3 separate regions of the Ovis aries genome follow, and all the other regions are linked to region 2. Evidence: chromatin contacts called from public Hi-C data. All regions are on one chromosome and are shown on one strand. Each heading gives the region's core, a stretch centred on a gene start, on an enhancer-like site or on the middle of the called end of the contact. The rest is flanking DNA. Distances are from core to core; before and after follow the strand shown. Region 1 holds the start of FAAP100 (FA core complex associated protein 100). Region 2 holds the start of NDUFAF8 (NADH:ubiquinone oxidoreductase complex assembly factor 8). Region 3 holds the start of NPLOC4 (NPL4 homolog, ubiquitin recognition factor).

Region 1 (2,840 bases), core at 161-2,660, 260 kb after region 2:
GGTCCTGGAGCCAGGCGGTGATGCACAGCACAGCACTGGGAGGAAGCAGGGGGCTGCGGACGCCCCCTGGCTCTCAGCTGGGGGGGTGCAGGTGGACAAGTCCACCTCACCAATCTGGCCTCTGGGCCTGGGGTCCTCCCCTGGAGAGGGACGCTCAAACAGCTGCATCTTCCACTGGGTGGGGCCCAGCGCCAAGGTGATGAGTGCATCATCAAGGACGGTGAAGGCATGCAGCGAGGCATCCGGGAGCACACAGGACTCTGGGTCCACGTGGATCACAGGGACAGGGGGCTCACCGACCTGCCCATCGTCACTGTCCTGGTCGTCCCCGCCATCCTCCTTGTCTCGGCTCACAGACCTTGTAGAACCCAGGGAACTGTCGGTTACAGTGCTCACAGGCTCCCTGCAGGACAGCCTGCCACTGACATGACGGGTGTGGGGTCTGCACAGGGAGCGATCTCAGAGGCTGCCACCAGGGAGCAGCTGGCATGCCACAGTGCCTCCCACTTGCTCCAGGGAATGCTCTCCCCCACCCCGGTCACCCAGGGACACATGCATAACAGCATGCATCAAGGCTTCCAGAAATGGGGTTTGGACAGAAAATTCTCAACAATGCAGAACTGTCAGGCCCCTGAGTCCTCACCTGTGGTGAGTGCTCATTCTGAACCCAGTCCAGAGGTGACCAGACCATATAGGTCACCGGGGCAGTGTTTGAGGATGACAGGGAAGTACTACCACTCAGAAACAGTGACAAGCCCATCTAAGGGTATGTCAGCCTCAACCTGGGAGAGGGCAGTGTGGGCCCAACCCAAAGCAGTTCCCGCCAGCGACCAAGCCTCACCTGGTCGTCTGGTCCAAAGACAAGCAATAGATGCCGCTCTGGGCGCACAGGACATAGAGCACCTTGTGAAGGGCCAGGAGCTCCAGGTGCCACACCTGACCGGGAAACTTGTACACAGCCTGGACGACCGGGGAGAAGGACAGTGCTGGGTCAGGGGCGTGGGGGCTCAGGTGAAGCAGAGGACAAACTCCTCAAATGCGCCGGCCGCTCGAACATCCACGCCCGACCCTGGCCCCTCCAGGACCCCGGATCCCTCCCGCCCCAGCCCCCCATCCCCTAGGCCCCCAGTCCCAGCCCCTCCCCGGTGTGCCCGGTGCTCACGATCAGCAGCCGCCCTTCCCGGTCGTAGACATAGACCAGCTCTCTCCCAGTGGACAGGAAGATCTCCGCCCCGTGGCACAGCACGCGAGGCTTGCCCGCCGCCAGGCCCCCGAGCGGGCAGCAGAAGCCCGCCAGGTATTCGACCCGCGGCCTGGGGTCGGCCATCGTGGGATCGCCCTGGAGCCCGGCCACTGGCGGGGGCTCGGCCTCGCGGCGCGGGAGCCGGGGGGCGGGGCCCTGCGCTTTACGGCCGCCTAGGTCGTAGCGCGGCCTCCGCCGTACGGCGGGGCCGGGGGCGGGGCCGCTGAGCGCCGAGTTTCGGGGGCGTGTCAGCGGGAGCCGAGTCCTCACGCCGCCCGGATGAAGCTAGCGCACACAGAGCTGTATGGCAAAGGGCCAACGTGTTTAAAGCCAAACGCGGGAAGCACAAGGGCCTGGCCTCTCCACTCCTCGCCACTCGGGGGCTCCACTGGGCCCGCCCGAAGTCGAAGGGCCGGGCAGGCTCTCGAACCCGGGCTAGTACACGGGCTCCCCCAGGGCGGCGACCCCTCAGAGCACGTCTCTTCCGAGCGGACAGTCTCTTCCGCTCCTAAAGCGACTGTCTAGCGTTTGGGGGCTGGGCCTGTGAAGGGGGCGGGCAGCGCCAGGTCTTGACACTTTCGCAGCCGGGGTCTCTTCCCTCTGAGCTACTGAGCCACAGCCACGCCTACCCCGTCCCCGGGACACTGCCGCCTCTGAACCTAACATGGACAGACGGGTCTCTTGGATGTGTTGGTTTGACTGGACAGTGGGGAAAAGGGGTAAGCCAGAGGAATTCTGGGTTGAGGGCAGAAGACCATAAAGAAAATCACTGGTTAGGCCTTGGTAAGGGGGGCGGGTACAGCTCACCAGCAGTCATCCTGGTGGTCAGGGTGAAGACAGGGCAAGACACCTCTTCTCCCTAACTCTATCCTCCATGGCTTTGGGGAAGGGTCTGATCAGATGGCCCAAGAGTTCTCTGAATAGAGACCGAGATCAGAGTGACACTGAAAGATGCCTGCAGATAGGTCAGTTACACTCCTCTCAAGGCCAAACATCTATGAATGAAAGAGGCATCTGCGGTGGTGTGGCCAGACAGGCCAAGTTGAAGGGGCCCAGCAGCCAAGTGTTTTCTGGGCTTGAGTTAAGCTGACCTCACCAATGCTGATTTACCTACTGAAACAAGAAACCAGTGGCACAAGTTCTAATCCCCCTTGTTGAGGTTGGTGCTCAACCCCTAGGGCAGTGGAAAGCCACTGTGCTTCTGGGTTGGACCCAGCATGAGCGCACCATATGCAGTCTGTCCTTTGCCCTAAGACCAGCTCCCACTTGGCTTTTGGAATTAGAAGTGAGGACTCCTCTCAAGACACACGACTCTGAATTCCTCCTCTACCCCCCTCACCCTGCCCCCAAGTGCAACCTGTTCTTGGCTTGTGTTATGACCACCAATCTTTGTGGGTGACATGCCCATACCAATTTCTACTCTGATCCTCCCAGACTTCCAACACCAAGGGAACTATACTGAGATTGTCCCAGAGAAAATGACCATATGGGCAAGTGGACTGCAAGGAGATGGGCTAAGCCAGTCAGGCCTCACCACCCTGCTTCTGCTTCAGCCCTGACTGGCCAGGCACTGTGAAGTTGGTCACTGCTCTGCCCC
Region 2 (2,700 bases), core at 190-2,689:
TTGCAAGAGGCTGTTCACGCTATTTGTCCACCAAGACCCAGAGGGAAGCTGGAAAGGTCTGCAGGACCATAGCATGTTCGGCACATAGCGAAACCTCTGCTCAAAGAGAACTGACCTGTCTTTCAGCAGCATGAGGGTGAACCCGTCACCCCCCTCACCCCTGCCGCCTGCCTGTGGAAGCTCACAGTGCCAGAATTCACTGTTCATTCTGGCCTATTTCTGGTGACAGACTCCAGACCTTTTCTTGACCCTGGACTTTTGGACTGGTTCAGGCTCACTTCAGGAGCATTTTCTACAATTGGGAACCCAGACCTCCTACAACTTAGGAGAGTCTTTCTCAAGGACCTGAAGGCCACTCCTTGAAATGTAACCACCAGGAGGGACAGGGTCTGTCCCCCAGTTCCTACCGCACGATGGGATCTTAGCTTCTGTAACCACCAGTTATCAGCACAGCAGCCGTATCCCACCGAAACCGCCCAAACGCCTGCCATTTTTCACTTGAACTCCACCCTTCTGTCCTGTCCTGAAAACGCCCAGTCCTCTCCGCACAATTTGAACTGGAATTCAGGGCTTCCCCCACTGCCTGGACCACTTAATAAAAGGTTTTCTGCCGCTCTTCGAATCAGCGTCTGGTTATCTCGGCCAGAGTTCGGGGGATCACTGTTTCTTTTTCTGTAAAGCTACTTTAAGCTGGGTAAGAAAACAGAAAAACTTGGGATTTTGTTCAAGGGGGTCACTCTTCCCCGTGGACCTGACACAGGGATGGCCTGACTTGCCGCCCCCCAAGGCTGTGGGGTCCCCCAGCCTCGGGAGGGGCCGAAGGGTAGGATTTGAGATGAGGAGTGTTCTAGGATGTTGAAGCGGCCGGAAAACAGGGAAAGAGGCGAGAGGAGAGGTGGGAGGGGACGGAGGGGGACGAAGGGGACGCCAAGCCTGCCAGCATCCGGAGGGCACGGGGCGCGGGGATCCCGCGGGGGCAGTGCGCAGCCAGGGAGGCGGTCGGCCTGGGCTGGGGGTGAGGCCAGGAGGCGGCGCGTGGTGGGACCAGGGCCGCCAGCACTCACTCACCCGGTGCAGAAAGCTCAGGCGGTCCCGCAGCGGCGGCGTGGCCGCCATGGTGCCGGCCACCTTCCGGCCCCGCCCCGCTTCCGCCAGGCCCGGGCCCCCGCCAATCAGTGCGTGAGCCTGACCCCGCGGGCCAATTACCCGAGTGAGGAGGGCCTTGCGGCCGACTTCGGGAAACAGTTTGCGCGTGAACCAATACAAAGTCCAAGGACAGCGACCGACAACGAGCCAACTGCAGGGCTCTGGGAGACTGAGAGCGGTTCCGGAGAGGCTAAGGCGAGGGCTAAGCCTGACCAAGTGACAAAGCGCAAGAAAGATTGTGGGCGGAAGTGCCTGCCGGTTAAGCTGTTGGGCGCCGGAAGAGGCCGGACCTAAGATGGCGGCGCCCACAGGTGCCGGGAGGAGCCGCTCATGTCGGGGAACGGAGCTGTGTGGGGTCGCGTGCGAAGCCGCCTCCGCGCCTTTCCCGAGTGTCTAGCTGCCTGTGGGGCCGAGGTGCGGAGTCGTCAGGCGGGGCAGGAAGGGCCGCGCGAGGCGGGGTGCAGGTTGGCGGGGGGCGGCTAGTGGTGACCCGGGAGCGGCGGCGGCGGGGTCCGCCCGGGTAATGAGCGGGCGCGGGGACCGTGGCGACCCTCGCCCATCTCCGTCCGCCCCCAGGCCGCGGCCTACGGCAGGTGCGTGCAGGCGTCCACGGCCCCGGGCGGCTGCTTGAAGAAGGATCTGTGCGCGCAGGAGTTCGAGGCTTTGCGGAGCTGCTTCGCTGCTGCGGTAAGTGAACGCCAGCCTCGCCCGGGGGTGGGACCCTAGGGGGCGGGGACCCACGTTACCTGTTTGGGAAACGGGCTTCCTTTTCTTCTGGGTTCGATGTTGGGCTCCAACAGGTGCTTCACGGGGGCACAGCCCCACACCAGCCGGCGCGACCCCCGCCGCCACGGAGGCTGCCTGTAATGAGGCTAGCACAAGGTTTTGAGCTGGTGCCCAAGATGTCAAGGTCCTGGGTTCCCTCGACTCGGTGGGTCTGGGGTGGGCCACGATGCCCACAGTCAGTTCTGTTCACCAGAGCTGCTTGTGCTGAGTACTGGACCTGGCAGGGGACAGTTGGGTCAGCTCACTAGAATTTAGGGAATCCAAGGAATCTCTATGATCCAGGATGGAGAATGCATGGGCCATACTTCATTTCCCAGAGGGCTCAAAGAACCCCTTGCACCTTCCTAGCAATCATTGTGGCTGGGATATGCGGCTCGCCCTTGTCACCAATCTCCAATATGACATGTTTCATCCAAGATGCACGTGTCGCTTGGACTTGCTTCCTGGCTCTTGGCAGCTTCCTTGCTTTACTCAGAGCACTCCCTCCGGGAAGTACAAACCTTCATCCTGTGGTCAGTGGTTGGAAGGATTCACATGTAAAATAAAGATCACACACTCCTGGCCAAACCAGGCTTTTCCCTACCGCCTGTGGTTATTAGTCAGGATCACAGGTATCCTGTGAATCCTCTCTGGAAGGAATCCTCTCTGATTCCTTACGCTTCTTTGCCCCTGTCATGTTGTCTTGCCCCCGGGAGCGTGTGGCTGCCTCTCCTGCTGTTTTCCATTGAGGGCAACCTAACCACAGGCCCCAGGCACTGGAAGTTCAGA
Region 3 (2,700 bases), core at 105-2,604, 310 kb after region 2:
ACAATGTGAGAAATTCAGCAAGAGATCCATGCTATCAACTAGAGCTTTGCCTTATACATAGATACAAAAGTGGCTTTCTCTGAAACTCACTTATCCACAGGTATTTCAATTCAGTTAAAAATACTACAGTAAAGAGAAAGTTTGGAAGCATATTTGAGTGCTAACTCTTAACCTATTTCTAGGATGAGTTACCAACAATTGGTGAGAAGTCTTATTTTAAAACGAGTTAGTTGCTCATTTCTCTTGGGCCATTTATTCCCTCTGCTCATCTCTAGGCTGGGAAACACGGAGAAGGAGCCAGGGCCCCTGAATAGAGAGCAGAGTTAGGACTCACTAGAGGAAAAGTCTGAAAGTCCCAGAGCTGGAGGTTCCTGCAGACCTGACCATCCAGAGAGAATGCGTGCTATTCCCAACACCTGGCAAAACTGTTCGAGGCCCTCCCAAGGCCAAGTTCTGAACATGACTTGTCACCCCAAACTGTCTTTGCTTCCCCCAGGAAATTCCAAGTGGTCCTTAAAGTTAACCAAAAAATTCTTCTGTCCAGCTGGTCTGTTGAGTTTTTTCCGGCTACACTGACTTCTGAGAGGAACTTTTCTCAAGTTAAGGGATGGCCAGTTTTTTTCTGATTTTCACTTAAAAAAAAAAAAACAACTTTAAGGGCACGTGTGTTAATATCTAACTTTGGGTACAAAATGAGATCTTTTAACATCCCTTTACAGACAGGTAGCTGTCAAGGTCTCCTTGCCATCCGCCAGTCCACCGTCTCCCTTCTTCGCAGCTTCCTCTAGCGGGGAGAGGGGCCCCCATTTGTAGAAAATGCTCTTTTAGTGACCTGTGACAAGGCAGTCACTGGGGCGACGGCAGGAGGCAGGAAAGACGGATAGGAGGCGAGGAGGGGTCGTAGCCCCCGGCAACCAGGAGCCCCTCTTCTAGGCGCGCCTGGCGAGACCCCGCGACCAGGAACAGAGCGGCCGGCACAGCCCACACCCTCAGACCGCCCGGCCTCCCACTCCATCCGGGGACGGGAGGTGCTGAGAGGAGGTCGGGAGCCCAGTCGGCTGGCCGGCCCAGGAGGAGGAGGGCGGGCCGCTGCGCCTCTCCGCAGGCCGCGCCGGCAAATATGCTGCCTCATCCCGGCGCCCTCCCGCCCGGCCGCCCCACTCACGATGCTCTCGGCCATGGTGGCCGCTCCCGTGTCCGGGCTCGAGCCCCGGGCTGCCGCCGCCTGCCGCCCCACGGGCCTCGCAGCCCCGACCCCGGCCTCAGCCCCGGCCCCGGCCTCCCGCCGCCGCCGCCACCGCCGCTCCAGCTTCGCCGCCCGGCCGCCACCGCCGCGACGTCCTGTGCCTCACCCGACGCGCTCCCCCGGCCGCGCGGCCGCGCAACCAGGTTCCGGCCCCGCAATCAGGTTCCGGCCCCACCAACGGCCTGCGCCTGCGCAGGGCGGCCCCGCGCTGGGCTCTGCGTGGAGGGGCGCCCCCAGCTGACCACGCGGTGGAGAGACGCTGCGCTGCAGCCCAGATGGACCCATCAGAGCGCATCTCATCCACCGACAGAGATCGGTGGGCTCGAATTGGGCGCCTTGCTGGTCACACGGAAATTCTGTTCTAAGTGTGTTAGGGAAGTCTGGGGAAGTGAGAGTGGAGGACGTATGCTCTGTGTAACATTGTAGGATTCTTCTAGAAACTGAATGGAGAATCGTGCAGGTGGAGAATCAGGGAGACCCTTGGGGAGACTGAGGCTTATTTAGTTCAGAGGGCAGAACACGGTGGCCATGAGGGGGCTGGAGGCGGGACAGACATTGGCAGAAGAGTTGATAGGGTTGCTCCTATCAAGGGGCAAGGTTTGTGGTTTTTATCCTGCTGACACGCATCCTGCTTTCTCACCCTGTCCTGCTCTTCTTGTACAGGATGGCCTCTTTTTGCTTCTCATACTGACTGTATCCCTTACACAGAAGGACAAAACTGTGTCCTGGTGGTGATGTCTCCTAGTGTGGTCACGTCCAAGCATTGACAGACATGCTATTCTACTCTACACCGCTTACCTTTTAATCTCCATTGTGTGACTGTGAAGGTATTACATTAATGTTTTAAAGTTATACTAGTAGTTATATTTCTGGGGCTGCCATGACAAAATACCACACACTGAGTGGCTTAAACTTATTTTCTCACAGTTCTGGAGGTCAGAAGTCGGAAATCAGGCTTGGTTTCTTCTGCGGCCACCCTCCTTGGCTTGCAGATGGCCGTCCTCGTCCTGTGTCTTCCCTCTGTATTAAGTGCATCCCTGGAGTCTCTCTTTGTCCCAGTTTGCTTTTCTTATAAGGACATTAGAGGAAGGCCCGCCTTAATGGCCTGATTTTTTAAGTTAATTACCTCTTTAAAGGCCTTACCTTCAAAGTCTCATTCTAAGGCCCTGGGGTTTGGACTTCAACATAGAAATTTGGAGGGGGACACAGTTAAGCCCATAACAGTGGTGGTAACTACGCTTTCATCCAAAGGCTACCCAATATTGGAACAGGGCTGCGATGGAGCCAGAGAGGTGACAACCATCTTCCGGAGGCCCTGCTTTGAAGCCTGATGCAGTAATTGATGATGCCGGACGTGTCCTCTCTGAGGAAGAGATGAGCCACAGTCTGGCTACACTGGGCCTGACCTCCAGCTCCCATCCTATCCCTGACCTTCTGCCCGTAGCACAGCAGCC

Evidence for each region. Hi-C and Micro-C count contacts between places; a contact is called where the count stands out from the background.
Region 1: a contact with region 2 is called in a Hi-C map of liver, with 3 times the contacts expected there. The contact joins the promoter of FAAP100 here to the promoter of NDUFAF8 in region 2. A contact is called at or near these places in 5 of 16 Hi-C or Micro-C datasets (blood, hypothalamus, liver and 1 more).
Region 3: a Hi-C map of hypothalamus shows a contact between it and region 2, with 4 times the contacts expected there. The contact joins the promoter of NPLOC4 here to the promoter of NDUFAF8 in region 2. A contact is called at or near these places in 3 of 16 Hi-C or Micro-C datasets (hypothalamus, muscle and tail adipose tissue).

What each region holds. Positions count from the first base shown.
Region 1 is chr11:50,719,607-50,722,446 of ARS-UI_Ramb_v3.0, reverse strand. FAAP100 (FA core complex associated protein 100) reads right to left here and starts at 1,410. Exons shown (of 10, transcript XM_027974269.2): 1 at 1,163-1,410; 2 at 842-960; 3 at 1-358. The coding sequence starts at 1,327.
Region 2 is chr11:50,976,570-50,979,269 of ARS-UI_Ramb_v3.0, reverse strand. NDUFAF8 (NADH:ubiquinone oxidoreductase complex assembly factor 8) reads left to right here and starts at 1,439. Exons shown (of 4, transcript XM_042256761.1): 1 at 1,439-1,560; 2 at 1,723-1,833; 3 at 1,947-2,077. The coding sequence starts at 1,477. It overlaps TEPSIN (TEPSIN adaptor related protein complex 4 accessory protein), which reads right to left and starts at 1,144. Exons shown (of 13, transcript XM_060394962.1): 1 at 1,069-1,144. The coding sequence starts at 1,116.
Region 3 is chr11:50,663,900-50,666,599 of ARS-UI_Ramb_v3.0, reverse strand. It overlaps NPLOC4 (NPL4 homolog, ubiquitin recognition factor), which reads right to left and starts at 1,354. Exons shown (of 17, transcript XM_015098918.3): 1 at 1,166-1,354. The coding sequence starts at 1,180.